Linked DNA regions of Mus musculus: region 2 is linked to region 1. The links are chromatin contacts, called in public HiCAR-type maps. All regions are on one chromosome and are shown on one strand. Each heading gives the region's core, a stretch centred on a gene start, on an enhancer-like site or on the middle of the called end of the contact. The rest is flanking DNA. Distances are from core to core; before and after follow the strand shown. Region 1 holds the start of 1300002E11Rik (RIKEN cDNA 1300002E11 gene). Region 2 holds the start of Tbccd1 (TBCC domain containing 1).

What was found. HiCAR-type assays count read pairs that join an accessible place to other places.
Region 2: a HiCAR-type map of astrocytes shows a contact between it and region 1, with 2.8 times the contacts expected there. The contact joins the promoter of Tbccd1 here to the promoter of 1300002E11Rik in region 1. A contact is called at or near these places in 4 of 39 promoter capture datasets (the 3T3-L1 cell line, erythroid cells and liver), 1 of 484 Hi-C or Micro-C datasets (CD4 T cells), 1 of 115 datasets of contacts at active chromatin or transcription factors (astrocytes) and 2 of 9 other capture datasets (adipose tissue and liver).

What each region holds. Positions count from the first base shown.
Region 1 is chr16:21,790,807-21,795,939 of GRCm38.p6, reverse strand. 1300002E11Rik (RIKEN cDNA 1300002E11 gene) reads right to left here and starts at 1,593. Exons shown (of 3, transcript NR_037958.1): 1 at 1,494-1,593; 2 at 1-90.
Region 2 is chr16:22,855,271-22,860,671 of GRCm38.p6, reverse strand. It overlaps Tbccd1 (TBCC domain containing 1), which reads left to right and starts at 3,003. Exons shown (of 8, transcript NM_001081368.2): 1 at 3,003-3,327. Dnajb11 (DnaJ heat shock protein family (Hsp40) member B11) reads right to left here and starts at 2,827. Exons shown (of 10, transcript NM_001190804.1): 1 at 2,563-2,827. The coding sequence starts at 2,630.

The DNA.
Region 1 (5,133 bases), core at 344-2,843:
AAACTGACTCATGTTTTGTCCGTTACTACATCCGGGGTTTCTTTACATGACATCCATGGCAGAGTCTGTAGGTAGCAGGGTTCTGCAAAACTAAAAACCTCAAAACTGTCAATGCACATACCTAGGTTACCACATGCATCAGTCCACTGTGCATAGCAGCTACACCATATGGGCACTTAGACATGCGGTCTAGGGGACATGACTCTGAACATGGTTAAAGTGGCCAAGACTATAGGAAAACAATAATACCTAGAAGATTTCAAAAGTTCAATGACATTTATCATATTTAAATATATTCTAATTCAGTGGCACAGTAACAGCATATAAAATGGGGGTGAGTAGAATCTCAGGGCTGTCCAGGAATTGTGAAAAGATTTAAACGTGAACAAACATAAATTTTTACTGCAAAAAAAGCGGTTTACTTTTGGAGTGTTCAACTGACTTGAAGAAAAGCTCCGATTTAAAATCAAAAGATGCTTACTAGTTTCTTAGGGAAAACACAACCATGCAACATAAATTCATTGTCTACTAACCCCACTCTATCCAATCTAATGACACATTTTGGGAACCTCTCAAGATCTGCCTTTTATTTGATAGCCCGTGCACACAGCCACATTCCTGGGGCTACGCGTAGGTGGTGACTCTTGCTGAGATCTGATTACACAGCACATTATAGCATCTGCACTGTATTTCATTTGATAGCCCAAACTTGGTGGTTACAATACTTGTTTTTTGTGGGGTGCATATGTACACTCTTCATAATATTTAATGGCGCCTTTAACAAAGGAAACACTTTAATCTTCAAGGGTTGGGGGGGGAATTGGGAGCTGCTACAATCGTTCCTTGGGTCTATACACAGCAGGTGGAGCCCGACTACATATTTATAAATTACTGTTTTTATATTCGTTGTAACTCTTATCCATCTTTTAAATAGTTTACCAACATAATAAATCTTTAAGAAAAAGAAAACTTACACTGCTAAAAAGAAAGCATTTATAACACCAGCTACCAGTACGGTGCGACAACCGCGGCTAATTATTCGATAACCTCCCTGGTATCGCACAGTTCTTCCCAGAAAAGTAAAGGCAGCCTCAAGAAGCCAGACAAGCGCCTTATCCTCTCCACCAAGAGATTAGGACCCATTTGTACATTTCACTAACTTTAAAACAAAACGGGTCAGGATTTTCTTCTGCACCCGCGTCATAGGGCAGGGAGGGGGCAAGCAAAGTAACCGGGAGTCGCGTTTGCAGAGGCGGGATGCTGACACCCGGGATGCACTCAGCAGCTGCGCCAGTCGGGCTTCGCACTCTGTCCAAACCCTTTCCAGCAGGTGTCCACCTCTCTCTCCCAAGACCTATAGGAGACCGGGTCGCTGACCCCTACTCCATCCCGGGCTCAGGAGTAGGCAGCGAGCCCAGCTGAGCGCACCGCAGCTGCCCCAAAAGCCATGTCGCCAACTCCCTCTAGCGCCGCTAGGTTCCTAGAAGACTTACTTCTTCAAAGCGCTCGGCCCGAAGCCGAGTCCGCACGCCCGCAAGCCTTCCTCCCACCGCGTTCCTCCTACAGCGCTGGACACCCACCCCAGCGCAACCCCAATGCGCAGGCGCCACCTCTGCCTCCACAGCTTCCGCGTATGACGTCACTTCCGACACACGGCTCAGCAGTGGGCTCCCGTGGTTTTAGCTTGCGGGTCCTGGGCTGAGTGACCCAATTCCTTTATTCTACAGACTCGTCCATGCTGAAATTTACCGCTCCAATCCGAATTAGCGGGGCGTTTGGACAAATCACGAGATTGTCGAGTCCCACGTCTCTGCCGGGTGTCGGCCTCTGAGATTGTGATTGCTGGCTGCAGTGCTGCCCCTTTCACTTCTGAGGGTATTGGTGTTGTGTTACAAGGGCAACCTGTCCCAACCGTGTAAAACACCAGTACCCACAACCTGAAGCTGTTGTGTTACTTGAGGTAATGCATAGAACGTTCCAGCATACTGCAATGAACATTAACAGGTTTTTTGTTTTGTTTTTTTTTCTAATGATGTGATATACTCTCTTGTTTCCGCACTGGAACACATACGTGTATAGCAGACTGGAACTACTTTTGTTCAGTGGTTAGCTGATGATACTGGGTACCTTCTCCTCGATAGACAGACCGACAGACAGACAGGTTGATATCTCAACTTGATTGAAAACATTTGCTGAGTTACCTTGCTAAGGGGGGGGGGGGGGAGGAGAGGCACCAGGACTATAATGACAGACCTCAGGCTGTCCCTGAAAGTAGACATACTCATCAATAAGAAAGTCTCTGTGTGTGTGTGTGTCCACAAACCTCATACTGACCCAGAAAAGCAGGGAGCTGTCTTTGTTTTTAACTGGTTAATAGGAACAAAACTACAGACCTCTGCAGTTCCAGAAGGTTAGCAGGCTATGAATGTACTACCACTGACTAGGCATGGTTTCATTTCCTCTGTGGTGGTTGTACTGGCTAGTTTTGTGTCAACTTGACAAAGCTGGAGTTATCACAGAGAAAGGAGCTTCAGTTGAGGAAATACCTCCATGAGATCCAACTGTAAGGCACTTTCTCAATTAGTGATCAAGGGGGAAAGGCCCCTTGTGGGTGGGGCCATCTCTGGGCTGGTAGTCTTGGGTTCTAAAAGAGAGCAGGCTGAGCAAGCCAGGGGAAGCAAGCCAGTAAAGAACATGGCTTCTGCATCAGCTCCTGCTTCCTGACCTGCTTGAGTTCCAGTCCTGACTTCCTTGGTGATGAACAGCAGTATGGAAGTGTAAGCTGAATAAACCCTTTCCTCCCCAACTTGCTTCTTGGTCATGATGTTTGTGCAGGAATAGAAACCCTGACTAAGACAATGGTTCAAAGAAACATCTCAACTTGTTGTTTAGAAAGATGACAAAGCAAGCTAGTAGTAGTGTTGAAATGTGGGTGATGGGTCAGTTTTGCAAATAACCCAGAATAACACCTCAGCCCAATGACTTTTGTTGTTTTCTGATCAGGTCTCCTGATATAGCTCCAACTGTTCTCCTCCCTGAACCCTCCTAGTGTTAACGGATCTTACAGGCATACTCAACCATGCCTGGTTTAGACCCAATGATATTTGTCATTTTTTGACTATAGGGATTTGCCACAAGGCACAAAGTTAGCCAGTGTGATAGAATTTGAACCTGTTTAATTCCATTTATTTTTCATTTATTCATATAAGATGCACAGAGACACTAGAGAAAGATGGATACAGTGAACACTTGCTTAAGGAAGTTTCCGACCTTGTGAGGGAAGCAGCCCTTGATGGAAAGGTAGTTCAATGTTAGCATAATCACAGGGACATCAGGTTCCATCATTCAACCAATGACACTTCTCTTTGCTCTCCAGAAACCATAGCTTGAGTTTTAGAAATACAAGCTGATAATATTTTCATCAAAATCTAAATAATTAAAAACTAGACTTTCAAAAATGTCAAGCCATCAAGATTTACACAGATCTCATAGTCAGCTACAAGAGACCCAGAGATTATGAACCATGGCTTTTGTGTTTTGTGCTCTCAGGTTCTTTATTTATCTCTTAAACTTTTTCTTCTTAGCTACTCATTTATCTAGTTACCTTAGCTTCTAGGAACAACAGGGCTGATTGACAATAATCTTTATGAGCAGGTAACCTAGAGGGACAGATCACCCTCCATGTCTACAATGAGCACAATTATCTATGGTGACAAGGTTGTACCCCAGGGCAGGAACACTCATGGGAACTAGATTGTCCCACTTGAGTGATAACAGTGACAGCTTTCTACAACCTTATTGCAGAACCAGAACTGACATAACCAAGCACTGGCACAACTAAGATCAACCGTTCTGTCTGCTATTCACAAACAAGTTTCTTTCTTCATATCTCTTTTGCATAAAGTTGCAGTGTTCCTGTTAGGCCCCTGGGGACAGACTTGCAGTCACCGAACCTGCTTATCAGTTCTTCCCAGCATGCCACACGGATTAACATGCTTTCTGTGATCTTTCAGTCTGCTCATTGCTTTGGATGGCATATTAGAATAGGTGGCCAGTTCTAATGTTGGGACTCTAAGCCAGGTTTTGTTTTTTTTTTTTTTTTTTGTTTTGCTTTTTTTTTCCTAAAAGCCCTGGGAACAGTGTCTCTTATCATTGTTTACTTTAATGAGGACATTTCATCTTATGGTTCCTAATGTCCCTTTCTATCTGATTGTCATGCTTGAGCAAAGAAGAAAGCAACAACTTATTTTCGTTTTTAAAAATAAAATAAAAAGTTAAAACAAAACTCAGAGAATTCTCTTTTCATATGCACAGAACCAAGCAAGACTCACCACCTGCCAGGCACTGGTGGCACATGCCTTTAATCCCAGCACTGGGGAGGCAGAGGCAGGCGGATTTCTGAGTTCTCCGAGGCCAGCCTGGTCTACGGAGTGAGTTCCAGGACAGCCAGGGCTATACAGAGAAACCCTGTCTCAAAAAAACAAAACAACAACAACAACAAAAAAGACTCACCGCCTGTCTTCTATGATAGTTGATTTTCTTTGTCAACTTGATTAAGTCACAGAACCTACTTATTTGATGAAACATTTTAGGTATTTCTTAAAATAATTTCGTAACGACATTTCCATCTGTTGATATTTTAAAATTTATTTTTATGCGTGGGTGTTTTGCCTGCATGTATGCCCATGTACCATGTACAAGCCTGATGCCTCAAGAGGTCAGAAGAAGGTCTCAGAGCCTTTGAGACTGGAATTACAGATAGTTGAGAACTTCCGTGTAGGTGTTGGGAATCGAACCCTAGTCCTCTGGAAGAGCAGCTGGTGCTCTTAACTGATGAGCCATCTCTCTCTGTCTCCAATTAGTTGGTTTTGAATAAAACATACAAAATTCCATAGTATGAGTGGGCCTTGTCCAAGTGGTTGAAGGCCTTAGGGAGGAAAAGGCTGAGGTAGGTGTCCTGAGGAAATGACAGTTCTGCCTCCAGGTATCTATCTGCCTTTGGACTTGGGCTTCAGGACCAACCCTCATAGGACTCCAAGCTGCTGGTCTACGCTGGAGATCTCAGTTTGTTAGCTACACAGTTGTGTGATCTGGTTCCTCAAAATGGATCCACATTAGCAGCCTTATGACCTT
Region 2 (5,401 bases), core at 1,754-4,253, 1.1 Mb before region 1:
TCATTAAGTCCTAGATTCATGAATCCTAGCATTCAGCCTTATAAACTCCTAGTCATACTTCTGAAAAGTTATCTGGCTATTTTAATCATTCTGTTAGGTTTCTCGGTTAGTTTTCTTAGACAGGGCCTCATGTAGCTCAGACTGGCCTTGAACTCAGTATGTATCTGAAGTTTGTTTTGAACTGATCCTCCCGCCTCTACCTCTCAAATGCTGAATTTATAGGTATATAAAACCATATCCAGCTCAACTACATACATTTTTTTGTTGTTGTTGTTATTCTGTTTTTCAATACAGGGTTTTTCAGTAGCCCTGCCTGTCCTGGAATTTACTCTGTAGACCAGGCTGGCCTCAAACATAGAGATCTGCCTGCCTCTAGGGATGAACTTATTACTGTTGTTTTGTTAAATAGGCATGTTGTCAAACTACCTTGTAAATATTTAGGTTATATCCATAGACTACATATGAATATATATGGAAATATATGATATAATATAAATACAATCTATGATACAACATGTAAGTATGTTATATTAACACACACACAAATATATATACATGGTTATATGTTATATTCATGAATATAAGGTTAAATCCATGCCACTCTCCTTTTTGGACAGAGAGACCTCTTTCTTCAGGGGCAGTAGTTAATGCAACAGCATAACTGTTCAAAGCATGGAGAATAAGTGAGTGAGTATTGAGACATCAATCTTAAATGGAATGGTGTTTCAACCTTCCACCCCTCTCCCACACTCCCGAAGGTTCATGGGTAGAGGGTACAGAAAGAATGTAAACACAGAGGGTGGGAAGGAGTGTTGTCAAATTTTGTCTTCTGCAAATGGTATTCATGAATTCACTCAAGATATGGTTACCTGAACAAGACCTACCTGAGCAAGCCAATACAAATAGTCACCATGTGAGAAGGCAGCACTAACTAACCGGACTCAGAGAGGTACATGAAGTTAGGACGGGAACATATTGGGGTGTGCCCAGGGCAAGTATATGTGTGGGGGGAGCAAGGAGTTGTGGGTAGGTATATGTGTGTATATGAAACTGTCAGAGAATAATGAAAGATTTAAGAGTGAAAAGGTTAAATGATAGCTCAGAAAAATACAAGAAAGAAAAAGGGGGGGGGGGCTGATATAGTTGAGTGTCAGCATTATTTCCCCAGAGGCTGCTTTATGAGTGACTATAGTATTAACAATATTAGTATTTTCCAGGAATGGTCGTTCATGCCTGCAAGTCTAACACTTGGGAAGTGACGACTGAAGGATCAGGAGGGAGTTCAACGCTGCCTTCAGCTACATATTGAGTTGGAGACCAGCATACCTCAACTCCTACATGCAAAATCGTATGTTGATGTACCTTGGGTACTCCGTGGCTTAATCAAACAAGAACAAAACAATAAAGTGTATGTAAGAAATGTCAACTTTGAGAAATTTAAAGTATGTCACAAAGAAGAAATGATAAGATTAAAGCAAACAAAACAAAACAAAATAAAGAAAATAACTTTAAAAGCTATGCTAAGCAGTGAGTTTCCCATTATGAACAACCTATAAATTGTCAAAATCTGACATCTATGAGCTTTTGGTGTGTTTTTATTTTTGCAGTTATGTATATATTTGAAATAGCATGTGATATAGGCCAGGCAAATCTGGAACTCAGTCGATAGCTGAAAATGACCTTGAGTTCTGACCCACCTATTTTCATCAGCCCAAAGAAGGGATTGAGGGTGAAGGCATTCTAGAACACAAGTCCAACATACCATATCCTAAGTCACCACATCTATAGGGTCGTGCATGCATTTAAATGCTGGGAGAAACTTTAAGCCTGCTCTTTCTCCCTGAAAGTTGGCACAGTTATCCCTGATTTCAGGAACTTGACACAGTTCCTTCAAGCTTGTAGGATTCCTAAGAGTGGCATGAGACTAGAATCCCAGTTTTTATCGCCTGTTAGAGAACTGTTGTCACTCAGACCATCCAGCTCAGGAAGGAACCATGGTGAGAGGCAGCGAGGCAAGAAGACAGTTCAGGTTCGTTAGCCCAAGAAGGTGGGAAGTACAAGGTCTCTCTAAAGTGTCTTGCTGCTCTCTCAAGCCAACTTTCTTCAGTCTGAGCTTGGCTTCCTTTCTTGCTCTCCTCATTTGACATGGCATCATGGCCCACCCACTTTAGTGTCAGCCTTTTGGAGGCTTGTTGCAAACTGGGTAACCCACAGTCCCACTCTGGAACTCAGACGTCAAGGACGTATCTATAATCTCAACCCCAGCTTGACACTCGCTTCCTTCATTTCCATCAAGAGCCTCATCCCTCAGACGTCCGCCTCCCTTCTTCTGCTCACAGCCACTTAACTCCCTCCAATCCCCAAACGTGGTATTTGGCTCTGCAACCAACCCCCGCTCTTCCTGGGGGAAACCTGGCCCTGCACCGCCAGCCTGGCCCACACTACCCCCTTGTCCCTCGACCCGGCAGTGCCCCTCCCTCACTCCTCGATGTCACCCGCGTCCTTCTCAGCAAGGGCCGCCCCTCGGCCTCTTGCTGCACGCGCGGGAGCCCCCTTCCTCACCCGGCGATCACAGTCCCGATGAGGTACAGCAGCAACAGGCAGAAGGTGCTCAGGTTCTGCGGGGCCATGGCGTCCCCTGGTCCTACCCTCTCAGCCTCCGGTGCCGCTGCGTCGGCTGACCAGCCCTTCCGGCCCAGGGAGGCCGCCTCACGCCGGGGTCTCTCTCTTGCCCGGCCGCGGAGACAGGTAGCGCGCCCCTTCCTCAGCTGCCACCTTCCGGGAGCCCCAGAGCCGGCGAGCAGCCAGGCGTGGGCCAATCGCCGCCGGGGACATCACACGCGGCCGCCACTCCGCAGCCAATCAGCGCGGTACACTTCACCTCCGAGGCGGCGCGGGAAGCCAATCAGACAGCAGAACAGCCGTCGTGTCCGCCGGCCAATGGGAAGAGAAAACGTCAGAGGTTCGCGCCGCCCGGAAGCGGCTGAGAACCGGAGAGAGTTAGGAGCCGAGAAAGAGCGCGCTGCTGTAGGAAACCCGAATGTCCACCAATCGCGAGGCTCCTTCCCGATTCCGACCAATTGCTTGAGAGAGGTCTTACTACCAGTCTGGAAGCTACGCCATGTGCACACGTGACTTGCGAGCGCTCACCGAAGTGCAACCCCAGGAGGTGTCAAAGTACGTGGGGCGTCTTGCCTGGGGATAGGCTCTCCCAGTACTAACTTATTACAGTCTCGCTACCGTGGAAAAGAGGGACCTGGTACCTTGTAGAGACGCCGCCATAGAGACCGACTTAAGTTAAGATTCGGCTTCCAGCACTCCGTAGCGGTGAGGCAGCCCCATCTCCACCCCACTTTCGAACCTGTTTTCTACAGAACTAAGGCAAAGCGTTCTCTGGCAGTGTTGGGAATTAATTAAACTTTTTTTTTTCCTGCAAGTTTCCTAGCAGAATTGCACACAGCAAGCATGCAATCAATAAAAGGCACTAGAGCTTGTTCATCGGTTGCTCTTTTCTCCAGTTTTGTTTACCTCAGACAACTAGTTGTTTAGGACAGCTTCTCAGCTTAGCTTCCTGCATAACCTATTCAGATTTTTATCAGTGAACCGTAATGTGTGCTTGTCCACTATAGCTCCACCTCTGAGTCATAATTATCTCCTGCTTGCAAAGGTCTCATAACCGATCTCCCTGCCTCCAAACTTCATATCTTGATACACTATTTTAAAGTTCCTCTGCTCTCCACCCTATGATTGTGTGCACTCGGGAGCGCACTAGGGAACCTGGAGATCACAGATTAGACTAGGCTGGTGGACCCAGGAGCTCGAGAACCGTCTCTGTCTCTTGAGTGCTGGGAATCCAGGACGTTGTTGTTGCAGTTGCTACAATGGGCGGAATTCAAGACCCCCTGTTTGTATGGCAAGTAAGTGGCAAGCTTTATGGACTGAACTATCCCCAGCGCACTCCCGCTTTTTAAAAACTATGTCAAATCATCCTCTCCTGCTTAAAACCTTTAGTGGCTTTTCATTGCACTCAAAGTAAAAGGCCAAGTCTATGGTAACTTACAAAGCTGTCTAATTTAATGATATATATCCTCACCTATTAAATATCGTAGCATGTTCCAGAATAATCAACTCCCTTCCTTTTAAAAATGTTTCATTGTGTATAGTCATTGTATATGGTACTTTCTTGTATAGTCAAACTGTATAATGTATATATTTTTACCTTTTTCTCTCTGTGCTGTTATTCCTTTTGTTTCTCTAGGTGATTTGGCATTGCCATATACACATATGTGATTTTAAGTACCTATATAAAATCTAGGAGCCACACATTGAGATAAAACATGTATTTGTTTCTCTGAGACAAGATAGTCATCTAGACAAGATAGTTATCTCCAGTTATATCCATTTTCCTGTATACAACAAAATTGCATTCCTAAATTTTTGCTTGTGAGCCTAACCTTTAATGGTTAAGCCATCTTTTGTATCCTATAGCTGCATTTTCTATGGTTTGGAAGAAAACATTGTACATAAGCCACATTTTCTTTATTCTCTTGTTGAACTCCTAAGTCCATCCTGTAAGTTAGCTATTGTGAATAGTGCTGGAACAAACATTGATGTTTTGCCAAAACCTCAATGAGAAAGAAAAAGGTTTATTTTGATGTTCATGGGTGCTGTGATGGTTTGTATAGCCTTGGACCAGGGAGTGGCACCATCTGAAGGTGTGGCCTTGTTGGAATAGGTGTGACTTGGTTGGAATGGGTGTGTCATTGTGGGTGTGGGTATAAGATCCTCACTCTAGTTGCCTGGAAGTCAGTCTTCCACTAGCAGCCTTTGGATGAAGACGTAGAACTCTCAGCTCTGCCTGCACCATGCCTGCCTGGATACTGCCATGCTCCCACCTTGATGATAATGGACTGAACCTCTGAACCTGTAAGCCAGCCCCAATTAAATGTTGTTTTTATAAGACTTGCCTTGGTCATGGTGTCTGTTCACAGCAGTAAAACCCTGACTAAGACAGGTGCTTTGCCTACATGTAACCTAGTGAGTGCATGCCTTTTTGCTCAAAAAGGCCAGAAGAGGATGGAGAATCCCTTGGAATTGAAGTTGATGAGTTAGTGTGTGTTCTATAGTTCCTCTCGAGGAGGTTTCTAGTTTTAGTCTATTGATGACAGATTACATAATGAGATTATTTCATTTTTCCTGTGTTTGTTAAGGCTTGCTTTGTGTGTTGTTATGTGCTGCATCTTACATGTTCTATGAGATATTGAGAAGACTGGGGGTGTTTGTAGATGGTCTGGTAGGTCTATGTGATGTAGGATGCTGTTGAATTCTGCTGTTTATTTGTTGTCAGGATAGCCTGTGTACTGACAAGAGTGGGGTCTTTAACTCTTCCATTATTGTGCTA